6 separate regions of the Mus musculus genome follow, and regions 1, 2, 3, 5 and 6 are each linked to region 4. Evidence: chromatin contacts called from public HiChIP or PLAC-seq and promoter capture Hi-C data. All regions are on one chromosome and are shown on one strand. The core of a region is the stretch at or near the end of the contact, and the rest is flanking DNA. Distances in the headings are between cores, read along the strand shown. Region 1 holds the start of Szrd1 (SUZ RNA binding domain containing 1). Region 2 holds the start of Zbtb17 (zinc finger and BTB domain containing 17). Region 3 holds the start of Necap2 (NECAP endocytosis associated 2). Region 4 holds the start of Epha2 (Eph receptor A2). Region 5 holds the start of Crocc (ciliary rootlet coiled-coil, rootletin). Region 6 holds the start of Spen (spen family transcription repressor).

Region 1 (2,873 bases), core at 152-2,651, 160 kb before region 4:
CAGAAAAGCCAGGGCTATATAGAGATCTTGTCTCAAAAACACCAAAACCAAACAAACACACACTTTCTTGATTCAAGGGGAATGTACCTTAAACCTCTATTAAATAATCGCTGAACCAAGCAGGCCTTCCAAGGCTCGTTAATGCTAAGTCGAAAAGCATCACCAATCTTTCGAGAAATGCTGAACTAGCGGAAAAAACTTCGAGGCCAAGTTTCAACATTCCTGTGAAGATACACCACTGCTGTGCTGGTTAGAAGCGCTAGGGGAAGACAGACCCAACTCCTCCTCTATCCTAGTATATGTGACTCCCCACACATAAACTTTTGAGGTGAATGTCACCGGAGCGGAGCCCAGCCCAGCCCAGCCCAGCCCGGCCCGGCCCGGCCCGGCCCAGCCCGGCCCAGCCCAGGCGCGGACACATGGTCACCAAAGAGACATTTCCGTCTCCACGAGGGTTAGCTTCGAACCTCAAACTCTGAAATTACCACGAGAATCACGAATCTAATAGAGGAGTTCCTACTTGGGATAATTTTTCCTTTTCCTGTAACTTTTGGGGGCAAGCAAAAACTCTCACTCGCATCATACCGATCGGTAATCTCCCCTTCTCGCAGGCATGAGGCTATCTTACAAATCACACCCTTCTTCCTTTCCCTTCCCTCCACTCAGAAGAACGTAGTCCGAGATCCTTCCCACTGCGCAGATCTTAGGGTGGGTCCCGGGGAAGAGCAGATGCTTTGCAGAGTTTAGGGGAGCTCTGCTGAGATCCCCGGAAAACTCGGACTAAAACTGAAAGAGGAAAAGGGAAAGGAAGAGAAAAAACCAGGCTCGCTCACCGCGGCGGAAGGCGCACAGCGGCGGGGGATTTCGGCCCAGAGCCCAGTGGTCCCAGAGGACACATGGTCGCTTGCTCCCCGCTGTCTCGGGGCCTCCTCCCGCTCTTCCTCCGAGCCAGGCACTCCACCCGAGCCCCTCCCTCACCAGACGGAGCTCAAGAACTTTAAAATGGTCCCTAGGGCGCGGGGGACCAGAGAGAGTTGCCCCGGGGTAGAAGGTGGGGCGCCCAGAGCGAAGCGCACACCGCTGGGCGGAGAGGCACCCGGCAAAGGTGGAGAGAGAAATGGAACGCGGCCCCTTTAAGAGGCCTTCACGGCGATCCGGGACCGGGGGCCTCTCTTCCACCTCCGGCCCGGCGTGGGAGACCCTTCCTTGGGGAAAACTCTCCCCAGACCCACTCCCCGGAGGCTTCCCTCACGCCAGGTCCGCCCAGCCCTACCGCGGGGCGGCAGCTCCTCCTTACCCCGCTGTCTGCCGCCTCCTCCCAGCTCTCAGCGACCTCCTCATCTTCCATCTTACTCGCCGCTTTCCCTCCTCCCCCAACCCCTCCCCGCGCCTGCGCCTTGAAGCGCGCCTGAGTCGCGGGCGGAGGCACGCAGGGCTTTCCTCAATGGACCACGCCCCCTCCCCCAGCCCGGAAGAGGCGCCCGGCCAGGTCCTCCACTCGCCTGGTCTGCCATCTTGGAAGAGGGCAGGGAAGTCAGATCGGCCTCCATCTTTCATGAGGTCAATACGCTCGCTGGTTTACTGAATGAGAGAGTTCAAGTGACGTTACCTGCTCCAGTTCGGGAACTGTGTGCTTTGGAACCATCGTTTCTTAAGGGCAGGCAATGATTGAAAATTAATTTTTTTTTCAAAAATTGAATCTCAAAAGAAAAAAAGTGAGTCTAAGTTTTTCTAAGCTACAGGTCACATGTTTGTTTTACAGCATTTTTTTTTTTTTTTAAGGTGTGCGCCACCACACCCGGTAACCAGTCATACTTTTTTTTTTTTCTAAGATTTATTTATTTATATGTAAGTACACTGTAGCTGTCTTCAGACACTCCAGAAGAGGGAATCAGATCTCGTTAGGATGGTTGTGAGCCACCATGTGGTTGCTGGGATTTGAACTCCAGGCCTTTGGAAGAGCAGTCTGGAAGAGCAGTCGGGTGCTCTTACCCACTGAGCCATCTCACCAGCCCTGTTTTACAACATTCTTGAGACATTTCTATACTTAAAGAAAGGATTAAAAAGCATCTTTGGCCGGACGTGGTGGCGCACGCCTTTAATCCCAGCACTCAGGAGGCAGAGGCAGGCGGATTTCTGAGTTGGAGGCCAGCCCGGTCTACAAAGTGAGTTCCAGGACAGCCAGGGCTACACAGAGAAACCCTGTCTCGAGAGGAAAAAAGAAAAAAGCATCTCTGGGCTGGAGATATGGCTCAGCAGTTAAGCGCACAGCCTGCTCTTACAGAGGTCCTGAGTTCAAATCCCAGCAACCACATGGCTCCCAACCATCTGTAATGAGATCTGGAGTGTCTGAAGACAGCTACAGTATCAGTATACTTACAGATAAATAAATTAAAACATCTTTAAAAAAAAGAAAGAAAAGAATTAAGGCAGCAGGAAGAAAAGACTCAGACAGCTGAAGATGGTGAGAAGCATGGCATTAGGAAGCAGGCACTGCCTGAGCAGTGCTGGCCCTCGCCTTTAATCCAGCACTCAGGAGGCAGAGGCAGGGGAATCTCTGTGAGTTTACAGAATGAGTTCTAGGACAGCCCCTGTCTCAAAAATTAAACCAAAAGGAAACAAGACAACAACCACCACCCTCCTCCCACACACACCTTATTATACTGAAGAGTCACAACCGGTATCTGACTTCCCTTAAAAATTCTAAGGGGGTCGCCGGGACGCGTTTAATCCCAGCACTTGGGAGGCAGAGGCAGGTGGATTTCTGAGTCGCCTGGTCTACAGAGTGAGTTCCAGGGCAGCCAGGGCTACACAAAGAAACCCTGTCTAATGGGTATGACTGCTGAAGGGTGGGGGGCAGCTGGTGGGGGTGG
Region 2 (2,846 bases), core at 191-2,690, 140 kb after region 4:
CATGAATCTTTAGTGTGCAGAGTCAGAGAGCTGCCTGTCTCTAGCCTCCAAGTGCTGGGATTAAGGTGTGCATCACACTCAGCTAAGTCTTTGTTCTTTGAAGAGTTTTCAGTGAAATTATAAATAACAGTTAATATTCTGCAGTCCTGGCATAGTAATTAAATACAAACCCACCCTGGCTGCCAGCCCTGACCTTCTTCATGCCCTTCCCATATCACTTCCTCCCTGGGAATGGAGCCTGCATTCTCAGTCATGCTAGGCTAGTATTTTACCACTGACCTACATCTTTAGTTCTAATCTAATTTCCAACCTTCAGGACACTGAAGCCTGAGGTTTCCATACGATAGGTTGACTGGCCAATAAATCCCTGGGATTACAGAATGCACCACTCCTAGATTTTATTACTATTATTTATTTAATGTTTACTTAAATTCTATGAGTATTTTGCCTGCATGCTTGTATGTATGTCTAATTCCTGCAAATAGCAGAAGGCATCAGATCTCTTGAAATTGGAGTCACCATGTGGGTGCCGGGAATCGAAGCCAAGTTCTCTACAAGAGCAAAAGTGTCCTTAACCTCTGAGCTATCTCTCCTGCCAGCCCCCTGGCTTTTACCGTGGTTTTCAAGATAGAGCTTGTGTAGCAAGCAAGCACTTGTGCCACTGACCTGGCCCGCGGGTCAGTAAACAGGGTCTGAGAGAGAGAGAGTGGGGACAGGGGCAAGAGACGCGAAGAATGGAGACAAGACAGGCTATCTGATCAAATCTCATTTATTGGAAGGCAACTATGGGTATATATGCACTTGCTGGGAGTATGGCAGGAGATACTTAACCACAAATCCAGGATATGTAAGAGAAAAACAAGATGTTATCAGAGTGTGTTCAGCTGTGGTGGGCTTCTTGCAAAAACATCATGGTAGGAAAACAAGTCTCTTGTCAGGGTGGAAAAGTACCAACTTGTAAGTAAATAGCCCGAGATGGCTGCAGAGATGACAGCCGCTTTCTGCTAGGAGTCGGCTCCCAACAGGCCACTGAGTAATTTATTTACCCAGTCCGAGTTGCTGGGTTTGATCCCTAATACAACAAACAAACAAATAAATAAAATTACCAAAACCATAAAGGGAGTCACAAGTAGGTCCACATCTTTCCTTTGTCACAAAGATGTTTGAGTAATCCTTTTGCACCTAAGTTTTCACTCCTCCCAAAGAGAGGAGAAAGAACTCGGTTGTATCGTGTGAGCAATGAGACAATAAACAGTAAAGAGCTTAACACAGAGTCCGGTGCACAGCAAGTGTCCCGGCAGCTCTCTGTGGAGCCGGAAAACAAGGGTTAAAAGAGGTCCAACTCCAGAAGAGCACTAACTTTCGGCTGGCACGGCGCATGCGCCTGCCGGCGGTCGCGCACCTCGGACGAGCGCTGCGCCAGCGACGGAAGTCCCAGCCGGGAAGCCAGCGAGGTCGGTTCCGCCCGGTTCTAACATGGCGGCGCCCTTTGTCTGCTGTGAAGCGCTGCCCCCGGCCTTCTCGCGGCCGTGATGCACCTCCATCTGTGGTGGGGTTCGGGACATGGCAGGTGAGGCCCGGGCGGCGCCAGCGGTCCGGAAGTCCCGGGAGGCGGGACCCGAGGCGGCCGGGGACCGGGGCCACGGGACGCCGGGACGGTTGTGTGGGGGAGGGGAGGCCCGGGCGGAGGGCGCCGCGGGGCCCCGGGGCGGCGGGAGCGGCCCGGAGGGGTGGCCATGCACCCGCGCGGCCGACGGGGCGCGAGTCGCCTCCCGGGCTGGGTGACACCGCGGCTGGTGGCATCTCCGCCCCCGCCGCCGGGCTGTCACCGCCCCCTGACCCCGCGCGCCGGCTGCGGCGGGTGGGCGTGCTGCGGCCGCGTGGGGGCGAAGTGCGGGGCGGCGCGGGGCTGGTGGGGGCGACCTGGATGTGTCCCGGACCGGGAGCCGCACTGACCTCCCGTCACAGACCGTTCATTCATTCACTCGTCATCCATCCCACCATCCCTCCATCCCGTTTCCCTCGTTTCTCTCCGCCCCTGACAGATCTGAGGACAGAGCAGAAGTGCGGGCGGACTGGGTCCCCGAGTGCGACTAGGGTTCTCAGCTCCAAGCGGAGACTCTCTCCACCCCAGTATCCTCATCCTTAAAATGGGGTTATAATAAAATCTGTCTTCTGAGATGTGTGAGGGGTTACGTGGTATGTTGTCCAGGGCCTAGCATGGCCAGTTAAGAGCGTGAACGCGTGGAAAGTCCCTTGCTGCTGTTAAGTGTCATCACCGGCATCAGCGTTCAGAGCTCAGAGACTCACGTGGGAGAGAGAAACGGGCTTTCCAGATGTCAGTGCGCTGCAGGAAGGGAGCCTGACTTGGGAAACCGTACACAGTTTAGGTGAACCTAGGGAGTCCCCGTGTTTCAGAAAGCTGAGCCGAAAGGTTCCACGGGGGAGTGAGGCAGAAGGACAAGGGCATCCTAAGTTGAAGGTGTTGTCTGTACGAATGTTCAAGCTCCTCTTCCTCCGTCAGAGGTGGGTGGTAAAGTCAGCAGGCTCAGCTGAAGTCTTTGGGGATGCTGCAAACCCAGTTCAGCACTTTAACTTTTAGGTTAATGGGAAGGCATTTAAGAAGCCGGTTTGTGGACCAGAAAGATCACAGGTTGAGGCAGGCTGAAGAGGCATAAAGGAGTGGGCCTGAAATCAGTTAGAGATTGCTAGATGCTGGGTGGTGGTGGTGAACTTCTTTAATCCCGGCATTTGGGAGGCAGACAGGTGGATCTCTGAGTTTGAGGCCAGCTTGGGCTACAGAGAGAGTTCTAGGACAGCCAGGGCTACACAGAGAAACTCTGTCT
Region 3 (2,700 bases), core at 49-2,548, 220 kb before region 4:
CAGCTGTGGAGATGATTCGGTGCAGATGAGCAAGCTTGAGGCCCCGAGTTTGGATCTCTAGCGCCTAAAAGCCAGGTCTGGCTCCAGCTACCTGTAGACCCTCCACTGTGTGGGGTGGGGCAGAGAAAGGAGTTTCACTGGGCTTGCTGAACACCTAGTCTAGATGAAAACAGCCAACCCCAGCTTCAGTTAGGGGCCACCTCAAGGGAACAACGGACATGAAAAAAGCAAGACACTGGCTGGAACTCCTGTGGCTTCTGCATGCACCCGCACCACACCCAGACACGCAAAAGCAAGCACAGGCAGCTGTAGCTTGCTGACCTCCATTCTTGTCATTTTAATATTATTTTAAAATCATCGCACCGACACAGTTAAGTGTTCTAAGATACCCATTCAGAAAATGTTATGAGCCTGTGTTACATAGCGCAAAGGGCAGATGGAGTTGGCCCTCCAACACATTTGTGGTACCCGACGACCTGTTTCCAAACAACTCAGACACCCATCGCCTTCGAGAGCCACCCAGCCTAAGTAGCAACACCCCACCACAGGGCACAGGACACACCACGTATTTTTCATCTTTTTCAGTTAGGGAAGGTGTCCAACTTTGTGTCTCCTCTCCTAGACTAGAGTCCTGGGTTCCCTTCCGGAGACACTCCGTGTGTTTACAGGCATTTGAGTTTATTTGCCTCAGGTGACGCTCACTCAAGACAAGGGCGGCGGTATCCTCCCAGCTGCAAGTATGTTGTGATCAGGGGTGAAACTGGGGTCAGGAGAGCCGGAGATAGGAACAGCGTCCCTGGGCTTCGTGGGACGGGTCCCCCAGATGGCCGGGTTCCCTCCCGTGCCCTCCCGGCGGGGATTTCCGCGGGTGGCAGGGTTTTCTGGGATCCCGTCACGACTGTCGGTTAGCGCTGTGACACGACCCGTAGACCCCGCCGAGGGAACCCACTGCGCTCTCGGGTCCCCAGGAGCTGGCTGCGACCGTTGCCGGCGTCCCGCTGACGGCTCAGGGCCAGCGACCCCTCCTAAGTCTGGCCCCGATTAAAGTAGCCACAGGGCTCCATCCTTTCCGCCCCTAAACCCGACAACCGGTCCTCGTCCCCCGCAGTGCATGCCGGGGCGGGGGACGGGAAGATTAAGCCAGGAACGGTCACCTGTAACCACGGTTGGTGGCCCGCGGCGGGATGCGGTAGACGTGGACCTCCGGCTTGACACACAGAACAGACTCGTACTCACTCTCCTCCATCTCTATCGCCCGAGCCCTCGGGACTTCCGGCTTCTCCCCGCCCCTTCAGGACCGGAAGTGATGCGACTCTATGACCAAGTTCTGTCTAGAGCGGAAGCTCCGGGGGACCCCCCGATCGCTCCCGAGTGCCCTCTGCCGGGCGCCTCAGATCAGACCGTGAAGCGATTGCTCTCTGCTGCTGTGGGACCTGAGAAGCTCGAGATGCCGCTGATCTGAGCCTAATCCCGAACCTGGTTGTAGTTCAAACTCTATACCCTAGACCAGGGTGGCTGATATGCAAGATACCCTGCAGCCCTGCCCTTCTGACGGAATGTCCTTGTCCCCGCCAATCCCAGAAGGTTCTCAGAGGCTTCTGGAGGAATCTCGCTCCACAACTTTTTATAACCTACTATGTGCGCAAGGCCCCAGTGGCTTAGCGCAACAGGAGTACAAATCAAAGTTGTGAACCAAAGTTCCTGGTTGTCTTTGCTGTGAAGAGACACTATGACCAAGGCAACACTTACAAAAAGAAATCCTTTCATTGGGGGCTTGCTTACAGTTTCAGAGGCTTAGTCCATGATTAGCATGCGGGAGAGCATGGCGGCATGCAGGCAGGCGTGATACCAGAGAAGCAGCTGAGAGCTGTACGTCATGATCCTGGTGGGGGTGGAAGGGCCACAGCACACAGGGATGGGGCGGGAGGAAGGGGAGCACGGACGACAGTGACCCGGGCCTGATACGGGCTTTTGGAAAACTCAAAGACCAAACCCCCATCACAGCTTTTCCAACGAGGACACACCTCCTAATCCTTCCACGAGGTTGATCACTTGTGAAAAGCTAGAATAAGGCAGATTGGGAGGCGAATTGATTTTGAGTTATCTTGACCCTCTAAATAGCCATTTATTGGCCACCTCTGTATGTGACCTAAGATCCTTGTGACTATTAGGTAAATCCTTTGGAAGGTACAAATGCCAGCTTTCACCAATAAAGGCTAAGAATGTCATCAGATAGCAAGTAAGGGCCATAAATGATGTTTCCCGGCTTTGCGGTGACTCACCTGCCTGAGGTCTCCACCAACGGTTTGAAAAATGCCTCGGTTTGATGTTTGTTTTGTTTTGTTGATTTTTTGGGTTTTTTGTTTTTGTTGGTTTTTTTTGAGACAGGGTTTCTCTGTGTAGCCCAGGCTGTCCTGGAACTCATTTTGTAGACCAGGCTGGCCTCAAACTCAGAAATCCACCTGCCTCTGCCTCCCGAGTGCTGGGATTAAAGGCGTGTGCCACCACGCCTGGCTCAGTTTTTTGGTTTTTCGAGACAGGATTTCTCTGTGCAGTCCTGGCTGTCCTGGAACTCACTCTGTAGACCAGGCTGGCCTCGAACTCCGAAATCTGCCCGCCTCTGCCTCCCAAATGCTGGGATTAAAGGTGTGCGACACCACGGCCGGGCTAATGCCTCGGTTTATAACTATTTTTTCATCA
Region 4 (2,700 bases), core at 199-2,698:
CTGAGAGGCCTGTGGCACACTCAGGTACACACAGGTCCTCTCACACTGGAGCACACACTTGCATACACATCAACACGTCCACGCTCGATATAACACACAAGTCGCTCACGGATTCCCATACACTAACCCTTATGACCCAGCTCAGATGCTCCGGTACTTCATCCAAACATGCTCACACATACATGTCCAGCCACTCTCCTTCTCAGAAGACATAGCCTTCTCTCCCATCATCCATCCCTGATCAAAGGCTTTAATTAACCCCAACACCTATAATTAACCCTTTCTCTCCCCCTCCAGGGGAAATGTCTGAACCCGTTTCTCAGAAACAGGCGCCAAGGCCAAGCTGGTGGGTAGGACCCCAGGAGGAGCACCTGGTACCAGAGTTGTATAATATGGGCCAGGATGACCAGGGACTGGGGAGTCACAGAGAGGAAGGCCAGGGACTAGGAGGTGGGCAGAAAGGTCCACGGAGAACCAAGCCTGCTACAGCTGTTCCCTTTCCACTGGCCAAATGGTAACAGAGCAACAGGCAGTTGTGGGTGACTGGACTGGCTGCCTGGTTCACTTCACATCCGTTTGTTTCACTGACTCTAGACGCCAAGAGAAGAGATGAACTCAGATTTGAGGAACCTTGGCAGAGGAAGGGTGGGTAGGAGGCAGACATCCCCAAGGTATCAAAACGTAATCTCATTCTGTCACCCAGGGATCAGGGGACAAGGGTGTTCTGTTGGAGTTCAGAGGCAGAGGTCAAGAGTTACCCATGAGGGTGTGTGCTGGGTCCCCAAATGGAAGTGGTTAAAGCAGGTCAGGGCCCAGCTTCAAGTCCTGTGACTTGTCTGTGACTGTTGAGTTGTGCAGCCTTTGGGTATCCTAGGGTACCTTGGAACCTTATCTTAAGCCCTCCACTCTAAAGTGAAGACACCTGCATGTCTGACATGTTCCCAGAGGCACTACTCTTGGTACACAGCTTAGAGGACCTTCCTGGGTGTGGCATATCTTCTGGGGGACTCAGGAGCAAGTGTGTATGTGTGTTTGTGTGTGTGTGTGTGTGTGTGTGTGTGTGTTATCAGGAGTTCTTGTTCTTGTTCTTTTTCTTTTTCTATTTTTTGGTTTTTTGAGGCCCTTTGCTACGGAAGCTTCTACTTCTCAGATTTACAATTCACATCTTGAAGCCCAAGGGCAAAAGGGGAGAGTAGGCACAAATTCATTCCACATATTTGGACACTAACCCTGGTGGCGCTTTGAAATGAGAAATCTCCTCAAGGTTTGCACACGAAGGCCCACGCACTGGCCCCCTCAATCCTCCCCAAATTCCTGACCTCCCCCCCAACCCCAACTTCCCTCTGGCTTCCCCGCCCTCTAGTCAGGGTGTCAGTCCGGCCCCTTTAAAGACATTCCTGAGGGCGTGGTTTCGGTGACGTCAGCGCAGGGCATGAATGAACAGGAGCGGGTTCTCACCCAACTTCCATTAAGGACTTGGAGCAGGAGGGTAGAAGTTGTCTCTGTCGGCGGGCGGGCAGGATTGGGGCACCGAGACCGGCGTGCGGACAGCAGGGATCGCGGGGAGCGAGGGGTGCGGCATGGAGCTCCGGGCAGTCGGTTTCTGCCTGGCGCTGCTGTGGGGTTGCGCGCTGGCGGCCGCGGCGGCACAGGGAAAGGAAGGTGAGTGTCTACGCGGTCGGTGGCCGCAGCCTAGCAGGGACTCCGGGACATGGGACCCCGGGCGCCCCAGCCTCCTCTCTGGGACGCACCTTTGGAAACTGACTTATGGCTGCTGGGTCTCAGTGCGCAAGGTTAGGCAGAGCGCGCGGGCTGCGGTCCGGAACGATCTTGGGGATCCATACCCTGAGATCCTAGGTTCTCTGGAACTAAGGGATCTCGGCTGGGGCGCGCAGGGCTCGGAGGCCGCGGGAAGGGGGACGCGGCGCCCGCCACGCGGTTTCAGCCCTGTGGCGGCTTCTGGAGCGGGACCCCCGCAGGGCGCTCTCGGTCCCTCAGAGGAAAGGACGCTCAGTAGGGTTTTCCCGGCGATCAGCCTCTTAGTAACCCGAGTTCACTTAACTCATCATCTGCCCCGATTTCTCGCGGAAGGCATTTGGATGCAGGCCCTGCTTTTTGGGGAGGGGTCCTCTCGGTGCCCTGCACCAAGCAAAAGAGTCTCTCTACGCCCCATCCGATTTTTCACTGGGGTCCTTTGGGCCAGCATTGGGAGCGCCTGGGGTCAGCCCCGGCCACTCACACCTTCCCTCCTTCCCAAGCTGCCCTCCCAGGTTCGGGAGACAGGTTAAGGGCTGGGAGCGAGTACAGGAAGTCCCAAAGTCAAGTGTTCTGAGCAAGGGGTGACTCAGAAGGAGGAAATGCGGCAGGTGGGGTTGCGGCTTCCCGCGGTGTGGAGCCGTCATCTCGGGGCCACGGGGAGCCCAGGCACCTGGAGGTGGGGGAGTGAATCACCTGCCCCCGCCCCAGCGTCTTGGAGCCACGCAAGGTGAGGGGGCCCGCACAGGTTGCCTTTGCTCAAGGCCGCAGCCGGGGGTGTGCTTGGGGGCGTTGTCCCTCAGCTAGGGTCTCCGAGAGGGTGGGAATTCCTGCCCTGCCCTTGGCCGAGGATCTTCCTGTCTACCCAGCCGGAGCTAGCTGGCTTCCGTTTCCCACAGCAAAAACTTTTCTCTGCTTTTGGGCATAGCAAGTCTTCTGCCGACT
Region 5 (2,774 bases), core at 76-2,575, 250 kb before region 4:
AAATTCAGTATCTGGTGTTCAAATCTGAAGCAATGAGTGGAAAGGGCTAGCCCCGCCCTCTCTTAAAGCTGTGCCACATGGGGAGTAAATAAAATAATTGCATCTCAGGCTCTGGAGGCTCCTTCATCACAGAGCTGTGCCTGTCTCCCTATGTGCATTCAAGGAGTAGGGTCTGGGGCTGAGCACGTGGATCAGCACATTAGGGCACTTGCTACACACAAGCATGAGTATCTAAGTTCAAATCCCAGCACCCATGTACAAAGCTGGGCATGGCCCCTCGGGCACCTGTAACCCAAAAGCGACTTGGCAAAGAGCCGAGAAAATCAGTAGGACTTGCTGGCTGGCAGCCTAGCTCCAAGCTGTGCGAGATCCTGAGGTAAGGGAAGCGGTGGAGAACACCAGAGCACTTCTTTGTCATCCTCGTGCTCACAGGAAATGTACCTGTACACACGTGTGTATGAGCCACACATTACAACATACATGTATTCGCGCACGTGTGTGCACGCTTACCGACACACACACACACACACACAGCACTACACTACACAGCAGCACCATCTGTGTCCCTGCTGCTGAGAAGGGAGAAGGACCTGGACAGGGTAGGGAGGTGGTACCTGGGGTCTCAGGCCGGGAGAGGTTGCTGGCGATGACCTCCCTGGCGCAGACAAGCAGGCTGGCTCCCTGGAAGTCCTGGACCCGGTTCTGCACACTCAGGCTCTTCTCTTGGTTTGGTCCCAGAACACAGTTCTCCAGAGACTGTGAGAAGAGAGAGTTTTCAGGGATCCTAGACCCCTGACTTCCTGGCCTGAGAGTTGGGCAAATCCTGTGGCCCAAGTCCTAGAGAAACTAGGAAACAAGGGTAAACTGCAGAGAGCGCCTGCTCAGTGTCTCTCCTAGCGCTGGGCCCCAGCAGGACCTGAAGGGCAGAGAAGGTAGGAGGATCTTGCTGTGCCAGAGGCCAGTAATCCCTAAAGTCCACGAGGGGCCCTTCCCCCACTACTGTGCACTGAGATTAAGGAGTCCCAGCACTGGCCTGTGTGGCCCCCTGACCTGCAAACTGCAACCCTCGCACACTTCCCCACACTTCCCTCCACTCACCACCTCTCACCACTACTACAAGGTCGGTTCTTCTGCCCTGCTCTGCCCCTGGACAGGGTGGACACGGCCCGGCCCTCCGGACCCACCTGGATCACAATCTCCAGTGCCAGCTGAGCCTGCAGAGATCCTGCCAGCCCCAGGCTCATGGAGAGGGGGGTCTGTGGGCACTCCACAGCCCCCCTCCTCAAAGTACAGAGGTCGAAGAGCGTCTCAGCTACATGCACCAACGCACTAACACACCAATGCCAGGCTGCTGGGCTGAGCAGCCCGGCAGATTAAGCTTAAATCCGATGGTGCCCCCACGTGACTACGCAGGGGGTGGGGAGGGACTCAGAAGGGAGAGGAGGGGAAGAGCAGCAGGAATCAGAGGTGCATGAGGAGGGAGGGCCCAGACAGCACTCAGGGAGGAGACCATGAATGGTAGGGAACAGTGTTCCCCACTCCCTCCTCCCTCCCCAGTCTGTGGGCACTGCAGCCTTACAAGCCCGGCTGCCCGAGGCCAGAGTCCCTAGCTCACAGAGCATCTTCTCTGACCCGGAACGGGCGAGCTCACGTGGTCTGCTCAGAACCTATTTACAGCCTGCTGCTAGGCAGGGAGATGCTTGTGCACTACAGGTTGGAAGCAAAGAAAGCAGGCGCTCAGACAAGACTAGGAACTGAGCCGGTCCAAGCCCCGCCCCCGGCTGTGTCCCAGCATCCTCCTGTGTCAGAGCTGGCACCATTGAGCTCCTGGGAGCAAAGCATCTGCCCGTCCACAGCACATAACTGGGTGCCAGTTCACCCAGGGAACACTGGGTAAACATTGTCTTCACTCAGGAGAAAACTCAACGTGCACAGTCCCTGGGCCCCCAAAGTCTGAGAGCAGTTTCCCTCCCAGAAGCAAGGAGGCTGTGTGGCACAATGGTAAGGACCCGGAGTCGATGGCCTGCCATGTGTTAGCAGTATGGTCCTGGATAAATTACCTCTCCTGGCCTCAGTTTCCCTATCTGTAAACGAGAGTAGGGTCTTTGAGGGAACTGAAGGGTGCTGAAAGCAGGGAGGGGTTCAGAAACACACAGGGCAAGGCTAAGCTCATAGCAGCTCACTTTAGCACTTACCTGCTGGTTTCTACTCTCCAGGTTCCTGAGTTCTAGGGTGTGTCAAATTCATCTAGTCCTCCTATCAGCCTATTTCCGGATGAGCAAAACAAGGCTCAGAGGGGTGGAGGACTCACCTATTCAAGGTGACACACTATGAAGAAGTGTAAGCCTGAAGCTCACCTCCCCTTAGACCAAGCAGACTCCCCAAAATGCCTAAAGGGCAAAGCCAGGCCCCTTGGTCTTCAAGACCTGCTGCGGTATCCAAGTCAGAGAGAAGGATGCGGTAGGCGCTGCATACACACACTTTAGTCCAGACTGGATCGCTTCTTCCCAACTAAGGAATCCGTACTGCATATGTTTCCAATGTACACCTGGACAAGAAGGTAGGCGCCCCCAAGCTGCTATGGAGGTCTGGAGGCTACCAAAGAGAGCAGCGCAGAGAGAGAAGGGGAGAGAGGACGTTTTACCGGGAGAGTTGTACAGACACAAGCTGAAGAGAGTACAAGCTAGACACAGGACAGAAGAAGCCAGAGAATGAGCCGGAGGCAGAAGATTAGGACAGATTGCCAGAGTTAGTACTAGACCAAGCAGAGCAAT
Region 6 (2,700 bases), core at 68-2,567, 240 kb after region 4:
TAGTGGGAATTCAGAGTACGCCCAACTTGGAACCTTCCAGGGTATTGGATATCAGGAGAAGTGAATTTCCACAGGCGATCGCAGATTTGCTACGTTCTTTCTCAATGTGCGGAAAGTATGAATAAATTCTCATTGTAAGTGGGGTTGCATGCTGAGGCCTCTACCAGTTACCCGGACACGCGTTTCTGGGAGCAAATAAGCGCTAAATGCTACCAACGGGTATGAAAAGCAGCATTTACTTCTTTTCCTTCCACAAGCAAAAAGTATTTAGAGAAACCGAAAAGTCATACCTAATCGCTAAAATTTTGCACTTTTTGGCTACTTCACTAACGAATTCGAGGTGAAGGGTCTATTGTAAAAAAAAAAAAAACAACAAACAAACAAAAACAAAAAAAAAAAACGCTCGGTCACCAGCGCGGCGCGGGAATGCATCCGCAGCGCCAAGCTTGGCGTTCGCGCTCCCTTCCCCGCGAGCTCCGGGACACGGGCAGCCCATTTAGCCGCCGCCGAGCGCCAGGCAGCCCGCTCCGCCCAGCCGCGCAGAGAGCTGAAGCATCCGCCGCTGCACGAATCTCCGGAGAGCGGCCACTGCTCCGGGTGCCTGCCACCTCCCGGTGCCGCACGATGCCAAGCGCGGCTGCGGCGTCCGCACAGCCCGGGCTCTGCGGGCGCTCGGGGCCCCGGCCAGTCGCGCTGGACTGCGAGGCGGCGCGCAAAAAGGCGATCCCGCAGCCCCCCAGCGCTCCCGCTCCTTCGGTGGCCGCACAGCAGCCGCCCGCCCAGAGCGCCGGAGCCAGCCGCGCGTCGCCGCTCTGCCGGTGGCCAGCAACGGGCCGGAGAGGCGCCCGAGGTGCCAGCGCGGCTCCGGGCCTCGTGTCACTCACCGTTTGAAATGCTCGATGATCTTCTCTTCCCGCACGTTCTCCGGTAAGTTTCCCACCCAGAGGTGCCTGGTTTCCCGGACCATGCTGGGCGGTGTGCCGGCGACCGCGGTGGCTGGCTCCCCCTCGCCGGCTTCGTACGCGGCCGTCAGCGCAGGGAGGCGGGCGCCGGGGCGGCGGCGGCGGCGGCTGCGGCGGTGGCGTCGGCAGCGGCGGCGGCTCCTCCGGCTCCCCCCGGTGCAGAGACCATCCCTCTCCCCCAGGTTCTGACTCTCGGGCCTCGCAGCTCCGCTCTGCCGCCACCAAACACCCGAAGCCGACCCTCGCGCTCCGGCGGCGCATGCGCGCGGGCGGCGGCGGGCGGGGGAGCGGGAGGAGGGGCGAGCGAGACCCGGGCGGCCGCGACTACGACGGAGCCGGCGCTGTGGCTGCCGGACGCTTCCCACCGGCGCGCGCGGCCCGCCTCCCGCCGCCTGGCCACCGCCCCCTGGCCGCGGGCGCGCGCGCGTCCTCCCGCCCCGACGCGGAGGGCCTCCCAGCCGGCGCGCAGGCGCGCGGAGCTCGGAAGGGGGAGGAATGCGGAGCCGGGAAGCGGCGCCCGCGCAGTCAGCTTAGTGCGCAGGCGCGCCGGAGGCCGGGAGGCCGGCCGCCGGAGGCGTCGGGGTGGGGGAGGATGGGGCCGCTTCTGCCTGCGGTCAGGCGTTGCTCTGGGGAAACACAAGAGAACCCGGTTAGTTTCCACGCCAAGAGGTTTCTAGAGGCCAAAGTCCCTATGCCTGTCTGCCCTACGGCCCGCCCCTGACCATTTCCGGACGCCTAGATTCCCCGCCTGCTTGGGAAAGTGGTCGGGACCAGGCCACCCTTTTCACCGCCCAGACAAGGGACCAGCGCTGCAGAGAAACCCATCCCTCCCAAGAATCATTGGCTTGTAACATTAAGCAACTTTTTATATAGGAGCTTGCGAAACCTTCTGCAAGATGTCTTTGCTCATGATTACAGTACACACAAGAATTAAAGCTGAAAGGATACAGACATTCCATACTGTTTCCCCTCGGAAGGTTTGGAATAGTTGGTTTTTTAAACAGAGAGTATTAGACCTCCGGCCCTTCCAGACTTTTGAAACTGGCAGTTGACCTTTCATGTAAGGCCGGCTTTCAGAAAGATAAAACCGCAAAAGGCCACTGTGGAGTAACAGAAAAAAAAAATCTTAACTCATTAAAACCGTCAGCAACTCATACTTTAATTTTTCATACACAAAAATAAAATGGTGCTTCGGGTACAGCCTACACTTTTTGTTTCGTTGTGCCCTTAGGGTCTACAAAGTGTGCAGTACACACAAATTAGGGTTCTACCTAAGGACCTCGCCCGCGTCCAACAAGGTGTGTTAATATATCACTAGGCTACATTCCCAGTTCTTGGTAGTGTTTTCTTTGTTTGGCTTAATTTGAAAGGGTCTTCCAGAGCCACTGTTTATATTTTTGAGAAAGGGTCTTATATAGCTCAGGCTAGTCTCACACTTCTAGTTTTGTGCCCACCTCTCAGGACTGAGACTGTAGACCTCGGCTACCATATAACTTCACCAACCGAACAGGCAGTATTTTGAATTGGAAAAAAATCATAAATAATAGCAATAATATTTGGGGTCACATAATTGTTTCTTTTGTTCCATAAAAAGTACTAGGGTTTATTTTTTATTATTTGTTCATTTTAGTCTGCCATATAGCCTAAGTTTATATGTATATAATATATCTTGATATATATATGTGTGTGTGTGTGTCTGTATATATGTATATATATATATATATATATCTTGATATAT

Evidence for each region. HiChIP or PLAC-seq counts read pairs in DNA pulled down with a chosen protein or histone mark. Capture Hi-C pulls out chosen DNA fragments and counts their contacts.
Region 1: a contact with region 4 is called in an H3K4me3 HiChIP or PLAC-seq map of embryonic stem cells, with 37 read pairs. The contact joins the promoter of Szrd1 here to the promoter of Epha2 in region 4. A contact is called at or near these places in 6 of 39 promoter capture datasets (3T3-L1-derived adipocytes, cranial neural crest, liver and 2 more), 5 of 484 Hi-C or Micro-C datasets (Sertoli cells, cardiomyocytes, embryonic stem cells and 2 more), 7 of 115 datasets of contacts at active chromatin or transcription factors (bone marrow-derived macrophages, embryonic stem cells, extraembryonic endoderm stem cells and 1 more) and 3 of 9 other capture datasets (adipose tissue, liver and pancreatic islet).
Region 2: a promoter capture Hi-C map of liver shows a contact between it and region 4. The contact joins the promoter of Zbtb17 here to the promoter of Epha2 in region 4. A contact is called at or near these places in 1 of 39 promoter capture datasets (liver), 3 of 115 datasets of contacts at active chromatin or transcription factors (embryonic stem cells and memory CD8 T cells) and 2 of 9 other capture datasets (adipose tissue and liver).
Region 3: a contact with region 4 is called in an HNF4G HiChIP or PLAC-seq map of pancreatic cancer cells. The contact joins the promoter of Necap2 here to the promoter of Epha2 in region 4. A contact is called at or near these places in 2 of 39 promoter capture datasets (liver and pre-B cells), 2 of 115 datasets of contacts at active chromatin or transcription factors (embryonic stem cells and pancreatic cancer cells) and 4 of 9 other capture datasets (adipose tissue, liver, macrophages and 1 more).
Region 5: a contact with region 4 is called in a promoter capture Hi-C map of pancreatic islet. The contact joins the promoter of Crocc here to the promoter of Epha2 in region 4. A contact is called at or near these places in 2 of 39 promoter capture datasets (liver and pre-B cells), 2 of 115 datasets of contacts at active chromatin or transcription factors (bone marrow-derived macrophages and pancreatic cancer cells) and 1 of 9 other capture datasets (pancreatic islet).
Region 6: a FOXA1 HiChIP or PLAC-seq map of pancreatic cancer cells shows a contact between it and region 4. The contact joins the promoter of Spen here to the promoter of Epha2 in region 4. A contact is called at or near these places in 10 of 39 promoter capture datasets (the 3T3-L1 cell line, cranial neural crest, embryonic stem cells and 5 more), 3 of 484 Hi-C or Micro-C datasets (embryonic stem cells and nephron progenitors) and 7 of 115 datasets of contacts at active chromatin or transcription factors (embryonic stem cells, epiblast stem cells, extraembryonic endoderm stem cells and 3 more).

What each region holds. Positions count from the first base shown.
Region 1 is chr4:141,138,395-141,141,267 of GRCm38.p6, forward strand. It overlaps Szrd1 (SUZ RNA binding domain containing 1), which reads right to left and starts at 1,402. Exons shown (of 4, transcript NM_001025608.2): 1 at 1,298-1,402. The coding sequence starts at 1,348.
Region 2 is chr4:141,443,233-141,446,078 of GRCm38.p6, forward strand. It overlaps Zbtb17 (zinc finger and BTB domain containing 17), which reads left to right and starts at 1,441. Exons shown (of 16, transcript NM_009541.2): 1 at 1,441-1,570. It overlaps Gm42337, which reads right to left. Exons shown (of 4, transcript XM_030253993.1): 3 at 1,361-1,951; 4 at 754-1,072. The coding sequence ends at 1,005.
Region 3 is chr4:141,077,059-141,079,758 of GRCm38.p6, forward strand. Necap2 (NECAP endocytosis associated 2) reads right to left here and starts at 1,299. Exons shown (of 8, transcript NM_025383.4): 1 at 1,155-1,299. The coding sequence starts at 1,246.
Region 4 is chr4:141,299,773-141,302,472 of GRCm38.p6, forward strand. Epha2 (Eph receptor A2) reads left to right here and starts at 1,449. Exons shown (of 17, transcript NM_010139.3): 1 at 1,449-1,662. The coding sequence starts at 1,581.
Region 5 is chr4:141,052,336-141,055,109 of GRCm38.p6, forward strand. It overlaps Crocc (ciliary rootlet coiled-coil, rootletin), which reads right to left and starts at 1,326. Exons shown (of 37, transcript NM_172122.2): 1 at 1,185-1,326; 2 at 615-756. The coding sequence starts at 1,244.
Region 6 is chr4:141,537,280-141,539,979 of GRCm38.p6, forward strand. It overlaps Spen (spen family transcription repressor), which reads right to left and starts at 1,318. Exons shown (of 16, transcript NM_019763.2): 1 at 885-1,318. The coding sequence starts at 967. It overlaps Gm4123 (predicted gene 4123), which reads left to right. Exons shown (of 2, transcript NR_166589.1): 2 at 1-138.